Regions from separate parts of the Sus scrofa genome. Here regions 2 and 3 are each linked to region 1. The links are chromatin contacts, called in public Hi-C maps. All regions are on one chromosome and are shown on one strand. The core of a region is the stretch at or near the end of the contact, and the rest is flanking DNA. Distances in the headings are between cores, read along the strand shown. Region 1 has its middle 180 kb from the start of CYLD. Region 2 has its middle 390 kb from the start of SALL1. Region 3 overlaps LOC110260961 (a long non-coding RNA gene).

Region 1 (3,779 bases), core at 535-3,034:
TGCCTCTCCTTTTCATCGTATAGATTTTGCCATTGGTAATAATTTGCATCCATGAGGCAATTAAAATCCTTCACGATGGGACGAACCCTTCATGGTCCAAGTGTCTTTCATGTGCCTGGCATCTGGGAGTTGCTTAAAAAAATAAGCTGGGGTTGTCCAGGCACTCAGTAGAGATGCTGTGAAGGTCTTGGACAAGACTGTGTGGGCCAAAGGACCTTCAAGGGCCCGCCCATCCTGACATTAGGACCCTGGGGACTGCTGGATGAATGAGAGAGTGGTCAGTTGTAAGCCCCTCGCAAGCGCGGAGAAAGAGCCAATACTTCTTGGGCTCTGGAACCAAGATGAAAGAGCCTTGTTCTGATGCTGCTTCTGGAGACTGGTCCCAGCCTCCTTGCACACCCACATCAGGCCCCTGGGACCCAGCTTGTCCTAACGATGCCAGTTTGTAAGCCCATGTGAGGGGCAGGGAGGCTGGCACATCCTTCATGCTGAATCAGCTCAAGTATTTTCCACGGCCCCCGGCTGTGCATTCACTCAGAGCAGGTTGGAGCAAGGTGAGCAAGGTGGCGGGGAGCTGCTGAGCCCCTCTGGGTTCTGGCAGGTCAGAGACAAGACTGAAGGACCAGGCAGCTGGAGAGGGGCTCCGGGGGCTTGGGGCGGGTATTAGTCAGCGTTCTCCAGAAGCAATGGGATAGAGACCAATGCAACCAACAGGATACATATAAGTAGAAAGAAAGGGAGAAAGGGAGAAAGGGGGGGGGGGGGAAGCAGGGAGGGAGGAAAGCGGGGGGGCAGGGAAGAGGGAGGTAGGGAGGCAGGAAGGCAGGCCAGCCAATGGAGAGCAGACGAAGACTGATGTCCCAGCTCAAAGTGCAGGCAGAGAGGACACGCTCCTCCTTCTTCCCCATTTTTGCTCTATTCAGGCCTCCATGGATTGCATGGTGCCCGCCCCCACTGGGAGGGCAATCAGCGTTACTCAATCGCTGATTCAAATGCTAATCCCATCCAGAAACACCCTCACAGATACACCCAGAAATTATGTTTCCTCTGGGAGCCCCGTGTCCCCTCAAGTTGACACACAAAATCAACCATCACAGGGGCCCTTCCCAGGAATCGAACCTTCTGCTCCAGTGGGAAGGGCACCACCCTCGCCCTCGCTGCCCCTTCCTAGATTCACAGACTGTCAGAGCAGGAAAGGTGCCAAGAGATGGCTAATGGGGGAGTCACACACCCAGGACCAGACAGGTCACCAGTGTGGGAGACTGGACCTGCTGGGGCCCCCAGGGGGGTGATGGCCCGTGGACCCACCTGGGGAGCAAATGCACTCATCCACGGTCACCTGTAATATTGTGTCAAATACAAAGCCGCTCCCAGCAGGCCAGACTCAGTCTTCTGCTTCTCAAGTCAATTCTCTGATGCTCCTGCTGAAAACTCTGACCCCTAGAGCGAGGCGGGGCCACTCCGGACCACATGCTGAGAGCTGAGTCACATTGAGATGAGAGCCCAGCTCTGCTCACGCTCGGACCACCGTCTTTATTCCTTTATCGAATCAGCCAGCTCTGCACCAGCCAGGCAGCATGAGACACGGTCTCTGTCTCCAAGGAGCTCTGGGGTTCTGGACAGAGCAGCGCTAGAAGGACCACAGAGAAAGCCCCATTATACAGGCAGAAAAACTGAGAGTCGCGGAGAGGACGAAGCTCTGGCAGAAAAACGGAGGGTGTCAGGCAGAACGAGGACTTGAGCTGAAATATGACTTGCGTGCGGGCGTGTTGGGGTGAGCGGGCTCATTTGTTTCAAGCCTTCCGTGAAGACAGAGCTGTCCCTGGTATAGCGCAGGTATTGGCTCAGTATACGGTTTGGGGTCGATGACAAACCGAGGGTCCTGCTTTGGGAATGTGCAGGCTGGGAAGAGGGTCTCCTGGCACCCACTTCCCCCTGGAAAGCTTCTGGCACTGTCAACATTTCCCCCCAATTCCTGAGGATTTCCCTTTGGGTGCCAAGCTCGACACGTCCTCTTTGAATTCATAATGAGTACGGACTAAGCAGAAAGCAGCCCAAGGTGAGTCATTCATTAATCATAAACAAAACAGTCCCCGATCAAGGACACATCAGCACACACCATAAAAAGGGAAGGGAGGGGGAGGGTTGCCCAATCTCTTTATTTAATATTAACCACATTATGTTTTTGCATTTGAGTTCTGAGAAAGATTGCTCTCCTTTCCTGGGTGTTGTATGAACTCAATCCAAAGTCAATTTTTCTGGGATACGCGGGTGCCCGCTTCACGAGGGCTGAGGGTGAGTGGGGGGACTTTGGAGCCCCGGGCACTCACACTGGATGGATGCCCAGGCGGCAGGGCCACCTCCTCCTCGAGGTCTGAGAGGGCCTTATCCTCGACCACTTTTCCAGCGTTGCCTGATACATACGGAGGGACCACAGGTGACCATGGCGAGGGCCCGTCCTTGGGAGGCGCACGTTTAATGGCAGCGTAATCATAAGTGCTGAGTACTTGGCGAAAGCCACCTGTTGATATGGCTGGGCTGTGGCCCGTGGGGGCGAGGAGGTGAAGGGGACACGGACGGTAGTGTGAATATCACGCGGCTGGAGATTGCTCCACCACAATTACATTTTTTTTCTCCTTTGCTCCGCCCAAGGGGTCTGTGGATGGCGATAGGACAAGAGATGTGGTCCCATTTCATAGGTGGGCAAGCTGAGGCTCCAAGTGCGGAATAGTGTCCAGCAGGGCTCTTCCCATTCCCCACACCACCTGTGAAACAGCTTGGCAGAGGGCCCCAGGCTCCTAAGGGGCAGCTGTTACTTCACGACTGAGCTTCTGCCCCTCCCAGGGCTGCTCGTGTCTGCCCGAGGTGGGGAACTTTGGGTCCTTTGTCCTGGCAGCCGTGCCTGAGCACCCGCTTCCCTCCCTGGCACTCGGCTCCACGGTCTCCCCCCAGCTGGGGATGTGGCTGAGCTCTGCCATGCCCCCTGATGAGAGTGTGCACCTGCCGACTGGCAGGGGCACACCCCCAAGGCAATTTGCACAGCATGAGGGTACTGGGATCCAAAGGTGAAATTCAGGAGTTTGCCCCAAAAAAGCCCCGAGATGGAGGGGAAGGAGAGGGAGGTGAGAGTAAAATTTGACACAAATTACCTGGTGCTTGCTGGAGCGCAACGAGGCAGTGGAGCTGCCAGGGCAAGTCCGGTTGGTGCCATCTCGGCGGAGCAGAGAGGCCAGCCTCGGGGGGCGGGGGGAGGCACTGCCGTGGACTTGGAGTGGAGGGACATCACGTGGAACTCCAAGGACATCAGAACTGGCAGGTTCGGAGGGGCTTTCTTGCCTAGGTGTTCCAGATATCAGATGCCTGGCAGGGCTGCAGTAGTATCACCTGGAAGCTTGCTAAAAATGCAGACGACTGGGTCTTCACCTTTAGAAATCCTGAATCAAAAAATTGGGGATAAAATAAATAAGTCCTGGGGAAGTAAAGGAAAGCAAAGCGGCTATAGTTAATGATGCTATATTGCATGTTTGAAAGGTACTTTGCAAGTAAACCTTGAACGTTCTCATCACAAGAAAAAGCATTGTAACTGTGTGGTGGTGGAGGTTTACTAGGCTTATTTTGGTGATCATTTCCTATGACATACAAGTATGGAATCAATGTGCTATACACCTGAAACTCCTGTAATTAAAAAAAAAAGAAAAAGAAAATATTTGGGGCGCAGCCAGGGCAACCGTACCATTTTTCAGTGCCAGCCGTGACTCTGCTGTGAGGCCTGCTGGTAA
Region 2 (3,779 bases), core at 734-3,233, 600 kb before region 1:
ATGAGATGCTTCCTGGAAATCGCTAGCCCCAGTAACATGGTCCCTGGGAATGGCAGCTTAGCATACTGGTTAAGAATTGAATAGCTCCAGGTTTGTTTCTTGACTCTACCAGCTAAAAGCTTTGTGCCTTGGAAAAATCCATACTAAGATCTCAGAGTCATACTTTCTTTACTCGTAAAATGGAGATGTATCTGTTAGCTATTGGGCTATAACAAACTGCCCCAAGATGCGGGGGCTTAAAACAGTAGTTATTTATTTTCACACGGCTGAGGGTCAGCTGTGGTGGCTTTGCTTCCCACTGCTTTCTGTGGGTGAGTACTGGTGGCTCTGCTCTTTTTATCTCTCAGTGTCTTTCTGGGACCAACAGACTAGCTGGTTCTTTCTAGAATGATGGTGGGAGTGTCAACAGGGCCGGAGGAAACATGTGTGACTTCTCAAGACCTGGGCTCAGACTGGCGCTTCCAACTGTCTATCATTGGCCCAAACAAGGATGTGGCCACACCTCAAGTCAAGGGGTAAATTCTGCCCCCAGTGAGGCTATAGCAAGAGTATGGAGGAAGCAAGGAGTCAAGAAAGTTATCATAGGGACAGTAAAAGTACTTTCTCACTGCATCCTTCTGACAGTTGGTTAAGAAAGTGCATATATTTGTGCTGTCTGTGCCCGCTTAGAACAGCAGGGTATACCTAGAGGTGGGTATACTTGGGGACCTCTCCTGGGTGAAGCAGCAATGATGGATTAAGCAGCAATGAGGGTTTCCCTTGTCGATTTGGGCAGTTGTTACAGAAGGCGTCTCCTGGAGGTGAGGACCTGTGTGGTCTTCCCGCATCCATCAGTTTCTGGCTTCCACGTACAGTAGTGACCCTCATCTCACACATAAAAAGAAGCAAATGGATTTGATTAGCAAATACTCGCATCTGCATCCTAATGGACGTCTCTGGGACTTCCTCATTTCAGAAAATTCCGTTTTAATACACAGCACAGTAGTTAAAAGAATGCGCTCTCCCATCGGCCGTCCAAACCCTCCCAAACCAGAGAGAAACATCCACCATTTTCCCGTCAGCTCCGTCAGCAGGATCTAGACCTCCGTGTCCAGGCCCAGGCTAGAAGTTCCTCTTCCTGCATTTGATTCATGCCGTGAATCAAAACACTTAAAATAGGAGGCAAAATGCCCCCAGCGGTGCCCAGTCCAGATGTCCTTACGCCATGGACCTGCCTACTTCTTGCCAGGACCCCCGAGCAGCGAAGCCCACTCTGAGGCTGCTGCATCTGAACTCAATTGCAGCCAAGGAGGCCACCATTTGACCAGCTAAAAAGTCTGACCAGTTGGCACATTGCTGTCTCCAAATGAGCCGGCAGGAAATGGGGTTTCCTAAAACTTGGTTTTAAAGCACTTACAACAGGAAACCATTTCCCATGCATGTTAGATCTCTCTAATGACTGACTAACGAGAAACAGGCTATCTTAATACTCTGCCCCAAGCCATTACAAATGGCTTTCTTTCCAGACTTCATTAGAATATTTACTGCGATTTGGATAGAAGACTTTTGACACTGCAGTCATAAAATTTACAGGGGACTTTTTTTTTTTTCAGTCTAAGAAGAGACTTGGAAGAAATGGGGAAACTCCTCGGCTCCCCCAGCTACCATCTCCTTCATTAGTGGTCTTCAAGTCCTGTGACCTCTAGTTAAGAAAATAAACATCCCTGGGATAGTCCAATAAATTGCCTTCAGAAAAAAAACAGCCTTCGTCAACGCTCGCCTCTTCTGTATATATGTGGCAAGAAAGAGAAAATGCACAGTGTGGGTCCGTCTGTGCTAAACACTGTTGAGGTTGTTACTAAATCGTGGCAACCACGTTGGGAACAAGCAAGATCATCATCCCTGGCTCACCTTTGAATAAACGTGGGGCCAAAGTTACCAGAAGTCACACAGCGAGTGAGTGACAGAGCTTGGAATGGATCCACGTTGATCCAGTTGAAACACAGCTCCTCTAATATCTCCCTCACTGCTTACGCCTACCCTCAAACAGACCCAGTCTACACAGGCAGCAGCTGCTCTGTGCAAAAGAGCTGTGGACTCACTTTTACCTTGTTTTGAATTTCATGCATCTAGTGCCTTCCTGAAAATCATCAACCAGCGTCCAACAAAATTGACATTAAGTCTCTACCCAGAGAAAAGTCATCCTGGGATCCTGTGCAGTAATATTTGTAGTCATGCAATATTCAGTGGCAGTGGTGGCTGCCAAGTAGGATGACAACCCAAGGCAAGGAAACGTAAAGCCGGGTGAGTGAAAGGGAGGCCGTATCTTCAGGAAAGCGGGTTGGGAAGAGACACTGATTTTGACGGTGTGGTCAGGGAAGAATTCTGATGAGAGAGCGTTTGTGGAGAGACCTGAATCAGCAGAGGCAGAGAAAAGCTATGAAATGTTTTGGAGGACTGTTCTAGAGTGAATGAACAGGAAGGATTGGGGCTCCACAGTTGAAATGTGTGGCCCAGGGATCTCTGATGGTGTCTCTGTAGTCGAAGGTTGCATTGATAATCTGAAGTATTCCACGTTCTCTACGTAGGCTATGTCAACACACCGGCATTCATTCATCCTATGGTGTGTCCCACGTCAGAGACCTGTTCAGTGAATCTCACATTAGTGCCTTGGTTTCTGTCCCAGGATGTTGGGAGAAGGCTTCTCCACTCTCAGTAATGCTCTGTGGAACACCTCTTTCTCTAGGATGCTCTGTGTATTTAGAGACAAGAGAAAGGTGATCACTCCTAAAAACAATGTGCTTTCTCTCAGTAAGTAATAAAGAGCAATTGATCCATCATGTTTCTCCATTTCTGCCTTGATTCCTAGGAAGCTCAACATTAAATTGAGTATTCGATTCGGCAAAGTTAGCCTTTAAGACTTTTGAAGAGTTCTAACGCTTAATCTTATATCTACTTTTTATTGCAAGCATCCTCTAGTCCTTTTGGAACTGGTGTGTAAATAGCACATATACATAAAATAATATAAGGCAAGAACATAAGTATTAATTTACCTTAAAAAAATAACATTTGTGAATAGCCCACTGGATACTTTTTCCGTTTACATGGAGGCCAACCACGCAACTCGCTTGGATCAGAAAAAGAATCTATTTCGCAGATTCATAAGCTAAGGCCCCCATGAATGAATGAACCAATGAATCACATTTTCTGGTATCCACATCCTTATGTAGCTTCCTCTCACGTGAACACTGCGTTCGGCCATGTGACTTTTCTTTAGCCACTGGGACATCGGCAAATATGCTTCAAGCAGATGCTCGATAAGCTATCACAGCTATTAGGATTTGCCCTCTTGAAATGTGGCTCCCACCATGTGAGACAGCCAGGTCCAGCCTCACTGACGATAAAAGACCACATAGAATGACCCAACTCATAGCTTTCCCGGTTGAGCCCACCCCACACTGATTCTTCAGCTTCATGAGTGAGCCCAAGCAATGGGAATTAACAGATCCTCATTTCAAGCCTCGAAGTTTTAGAGGATCTTGTTACATAGCAATAGATGACAGATACATGTGTCTGAAGTCTTCTTTTAAGGCTAAAATTCTAGACAATTCTTACTAAGTATCTGAGTCCAGCAATCGCTTATATGCCTTAGAACACTGAGTGTCCTTGCAGGACTTATCTTGCCAGGAAGTAAGACATACCAACAAAAACACCTATTTGCCTATCTTCTGAGAGCCTACTACATCTAAGGAATCTCTTTTGAGCTACGGGTGACATTGATAAAAAACTATATAATCACT
Region 3 (3,779 bases), core at 761-3,260, 510 kb before region 1:
AGCACACAGAATACAGGGAGAAAAAAAAAAAAAATTCTCAGTAACAGCAAACACCGAATCCTTGAAATTTCCCAGCAAAGATCGTATCTGGAGCTTCTTTTGAAAGAAAGATTCAGACTTGGTGGCAGCGGCCTGGGCTTCTGTGCCGCCACGTTGAAGGCGCTGCGTCACTACAGCTCCTGGAGCTGAACGAGCCCTTCATCTTCCTTGGGTGGTTCCAGCACTTCTATAACCAGCGTGGCCTCTGCATTCCTGGCCTTCGTGGAGTCGTCTCCTTCTTCCTCAGGACCCTCTGGAGGTCCCTCGACCATGGGATCACCCCAACCACCCAGGAGGGAGGGGCCACCAAGCGGATGGATCCCATTTCACTGATGGAGAGACCCCACCCCAGGGGGGGTGCAGGCTGTGCCTGAGAGACCGCTTCCCCCTTCCCCTGACCCCACCTCCGCTTGTTTCTGAGGGAGGTTATTTCCCCAGCTCGGTTCAGGTGTTCCTGGCTTTGTGTCTCCACGCAAGAATTGGATGGAGCTCTGTTTGGCTTCGCGGCCCCCTTCCTGACAGCGCCGTTTAATGGACGAACAGTTTGTCTTATTCCTCTGCCCGGGTTTCTTCACATTGTGTCGGGTTATCAGCCCTCCCCTGCAGATCATATTACAGCTTGTGCCGGGGCTGGACCCTCAGCAGGGTTCACTCTAAAGCAGATCCTTATCGTTACTTCAGTGATAAATAGAGAGGCGCTGGGAGCCCACGGTCGGGTTATTTATGTAGCTTCTCTGTGGATCATGTTTTATACAGCCAGGCCTTCACGTCAGGCCTCTCCCCTCTCCCCATCCAGCTTAGGTTGCATTCAGGAACTAAACACCCACAGCCCCTTAAATAATGTTAACTTAATAGCTGACGTTTTTATGAAATAAGTCTGTGTGGAAGAGGCAGAAGTGGGATGATGCAGACACAGCGCTGGAGCTGGGTTTCAGTGTGTGTGTGTGGTAAAGGGGAGTTGAGAGGATTTTGCAGGTTTATTCCAAACCCATGGAGAATGCTTTGCTTTCGGGGGAAGTCTCTCTTGGAAGTCTATGGTTTTTAAAAGGAAACACGAAAAAGAGTTGGAATTAAACGATGCATAATGCTTCTTGGGGAGGTGGGCAAATGATGGATGAGACGTCTTTCATGGAAGTGGGGGGGTTGTGTGTGGTTGGCGGGGGTCGTTCTCTCTGTGAAGTATCTTGGACCAAACCATCCCGATGGGGGTTGGGGTCGGGTTGGAGGGCACGGGTGGCCTCTGGTGGCACCTTATTTCCATCCTGTTCCTCAAATCCAAACTTTGGACATTTTCCTCAACTGGAGCTACACACACAATTCTCCGTGTGTGTGTGTGTGTTGGGTATGTTAAATGCGTGATTTTGCCAAAAGTCACCATCCGCTGTAGCCAGCTTATTTTGGGTGAACCATCTTAGGGCATTTCTTCCTTTTTGAAAACACCAGCAGCCTCAGATTTGGAAGGAGCATCAACAGCTTTCAACTGTCAAGTCCACCGGGGACATCTGGGGGCACAAGGTCACCTTCAGAGCCCCCACCCCCGCCAGTTAGAATTTGAAGAAAGAGGTAGAGTCTTGTTTTCAATAGCCCCCAACCTGAATTGTACCTTCCAGTGGAGGCAGGAAGAATAGCCTTTTGATGAGTTCCACAGTCGGAATGCAAATTCTCTCCCATCTCCTGGATACCTGGGCCTGCCCCATTTCTCTTTACTGTATTCTGCTTAGCTCGTGCACAGAATGGCAAAAACAAAGAGTCTTTCTGCAAAAGAAAAAGAAGAGGAAAGAGTGAATTTTGTACCCTCTTCTGAGCCCTCCCCAAATCCCCGCTCCAGGGCCTCAGCAGGCAGCAGGGTGCACGACGCATGTGGTGGCTCTTGCTGTGTGTTGCTAACCACCAAAAGGATGACACCATTCCTGGAGTCAGGCCTTCAACCCAGCAGCTGGGGCAGACTTGGCAGTGCTTCCCAGGCTGGGCATCTGGGAAAAGGCCCGGGAGCGAGGACATCCTGATTGCACTTTCAATGAAACGCCTCCTGGCTGACTCAGAAATGCAAGATGAACTTTGGACAGGGACGGCTTTAGTAGCCCTCTTGCTGAGTCATAAAGCCTGGCTGTGAGGATCCCTGCCTCGAAACATCCACATGCTGCCAGATTGGAGTCAGAAAAGACTTCCCCCGAAGGGAAGGGAGCACCAGAGGCACCAGGATGGTACAAAGGCAGCTCAGAGGTCTGGAAGTTTTAGAGAAGCCAGGGGTGCCATTCAGGGTCAATCCTTAAAGACACGGGACAGGCACAAAGGTAAGGCTCTGATGTGGGACAGTTGTGTGCCTGGCCCAGCAACTAGAAGATTCTTCACCAGCAGATGCAAATAGTATATACAGGATGGATCAGCAACAAGTCCAGCACAGGGAATTCTATTCAATCCCCTGTGATAAACTGCAATGGAAAAGAATATGAAGAGAATATGTATATGTATATATATATATGTATCACTTTGCTGTATGATAGAAATAAACACAACATTGTAAATCAATTATACTTGAATAAAATCTTTTTTATTTTTATTTTTTGCTTTTTAGGGACATACCCACGGCACATGGAAGTTCCCAGGCTAGGGGTCAAAGGAGAGCTGTAGCTGCTGGCCTACACCACAGCCACAGCAATGCCAGATCCGAGCTGCCTCTGTGACCTACACTGCTAATGTGGAACCTTAACCCACTGAGCAAGACCAGGGATCAAACCCATGTCCTTATGGATACTAGCTGATTTCTAAACTTTTTAAAATGATGGTGGTTATGGACACTGAAAAGATTTGATCAAGAGTTATCAAGAAACACATTCCTTCACTATGGATGACTTATATTTATGACTCCTATATAAGTACTGACTTGTGCCAGGCACCGCTCTGAGCATTTTAAAAGGGTTAATTTAGGGAGTTGCCGTCATGGCTCAGTGGAAACTAATCTGACTGGTATCCATGAGGATGGAGATTCAATCCCTGGCCTTGCTCAGTGGGTTGGGAATCTGGTGTTGCCATGAGCTGTGGTGTAGGGCGCAGACAAGGCTCAGATCCTGCATTGCTGTGGGATCCTGTGTTGCTGTGGTTGTGGTGTAGGTTGGCAGCAATAGCTCCAATTCGACCCCTAGCCTGGGAACCTCCATATGCTGTGGGTGTAAAAAGCAAAAAAAAAAAAAAAAAAAAGAATAAAAAGGGGGTACTTTCTTTGGGCCTCATCACAACCTTATCTGTTTGACGGATCTGGCAACCATGCCCTTGAGAGGTTCAGCAACTTCCCTGAGCTCACATAACTTCCACATGGAACTCAAACCCAGTGGCCTGGCTCAGGTCCGTGAAACTCTTGGAGACCCCGGCAGCCAAGCACAGATCCATCACTCCTGGGCTTTCCGCCTTCACAGGGGCCGTGTTTAAGAATGATACCCCGAGGCAGGCCTCTGCTGTCGTTTGCAGGGTTCGCCCCCATCCCTGCTGCCTTAAATCTGTAATTCTCCTCCCTGACCACCCCTTCTTTGATCTGAAATGTCCATGGAGCATTTATGGCTTGTCTTTCTAGTTGTGTCTATCGGCTGGATTAGATTACTGCTCTCCTATCGTGCCCCATCTCTTGTATTTTGGGTCATCACTTCCCATCTGCTTCCCTGGTGACTCTGTTTTATGTATCTGCTTCTAAGTGTGCACACTCAGCTCTAGGATCCCCTCATGTACCTGCCTGCTCATGATCCCCT

What was found. Hi-C and Micro-C count contacts between places; a contact is called where the count stands out from the background.
Region 2: a Hi-C map of liver shows a contact between it and region 1, with 11 times the contacts expected there. The contact joins two enhancer-like sites. A contact is called at or near these places in 2 of 47 Hi-C or Micro-C datasets (liver and skeletal muscle).
Region 3: a Hi-C map of liver shows a contact between it and region 1, with 7 times the contacts expected there. The contact joins two enhancer-like sites. A contact is called at or near these places in 5 of 47 Hi-C or Micro-C datasets (liver and skeletal muscle).

What each region holds. Positions count from the first base shown.
Region 1 is chr6:33,941,872-33,945,650 of Sscrofa11.1, forward strand. No RefSeq gene overlaps it. Among named protein-coding and RNA genes, the nearest start is that of CYLD, 180 kb to the right of the region's middle. Within about 2 kb of position 1,785, at least 9 of the 83 cell types and tissues checked have an H3K27ac peak or open chromatin away from gene starts, as enhancers often do. A contact at or near this core is called in liver, where this site is marked.
Region 2 is chr6:33,341,023-33,344,801 of Sscrofa11.1, forward strand. No RefSeq gene overlaps it. Among named protein-coding and RNA genes, the nearest start is that of SALL1, 390 kb to the right of the region's middle. Within about 2 kb of position 1,984, at least 1 of the 83 cell types and tissues checked has an H3K27ac peak or open chromatin away from gene starts, as enhancers often do. A contact at or near this core is called in liver, where this site is marked.
Region 3 is chr6:33,426,986-33,430,764 of Sscrofa11.1, forward strand. LOC110260961 (a long non-coding RNA gene) reads right to left here. Exons shown (of 3, transcript XR_002344610.1): 2 at 1,643-1,794. Among named protein-coding and RNA genes, the nearest start is that of SALL1, 300 kb to the right of the region's middle. Within about 2 kb of position 2,011, at least 16 of the 83 cell types and tissues checked have an H3K27ac peak or open chromatin away from gene starts, as enhancers often do. A contact at or near this core is called in liver, where this site is marked.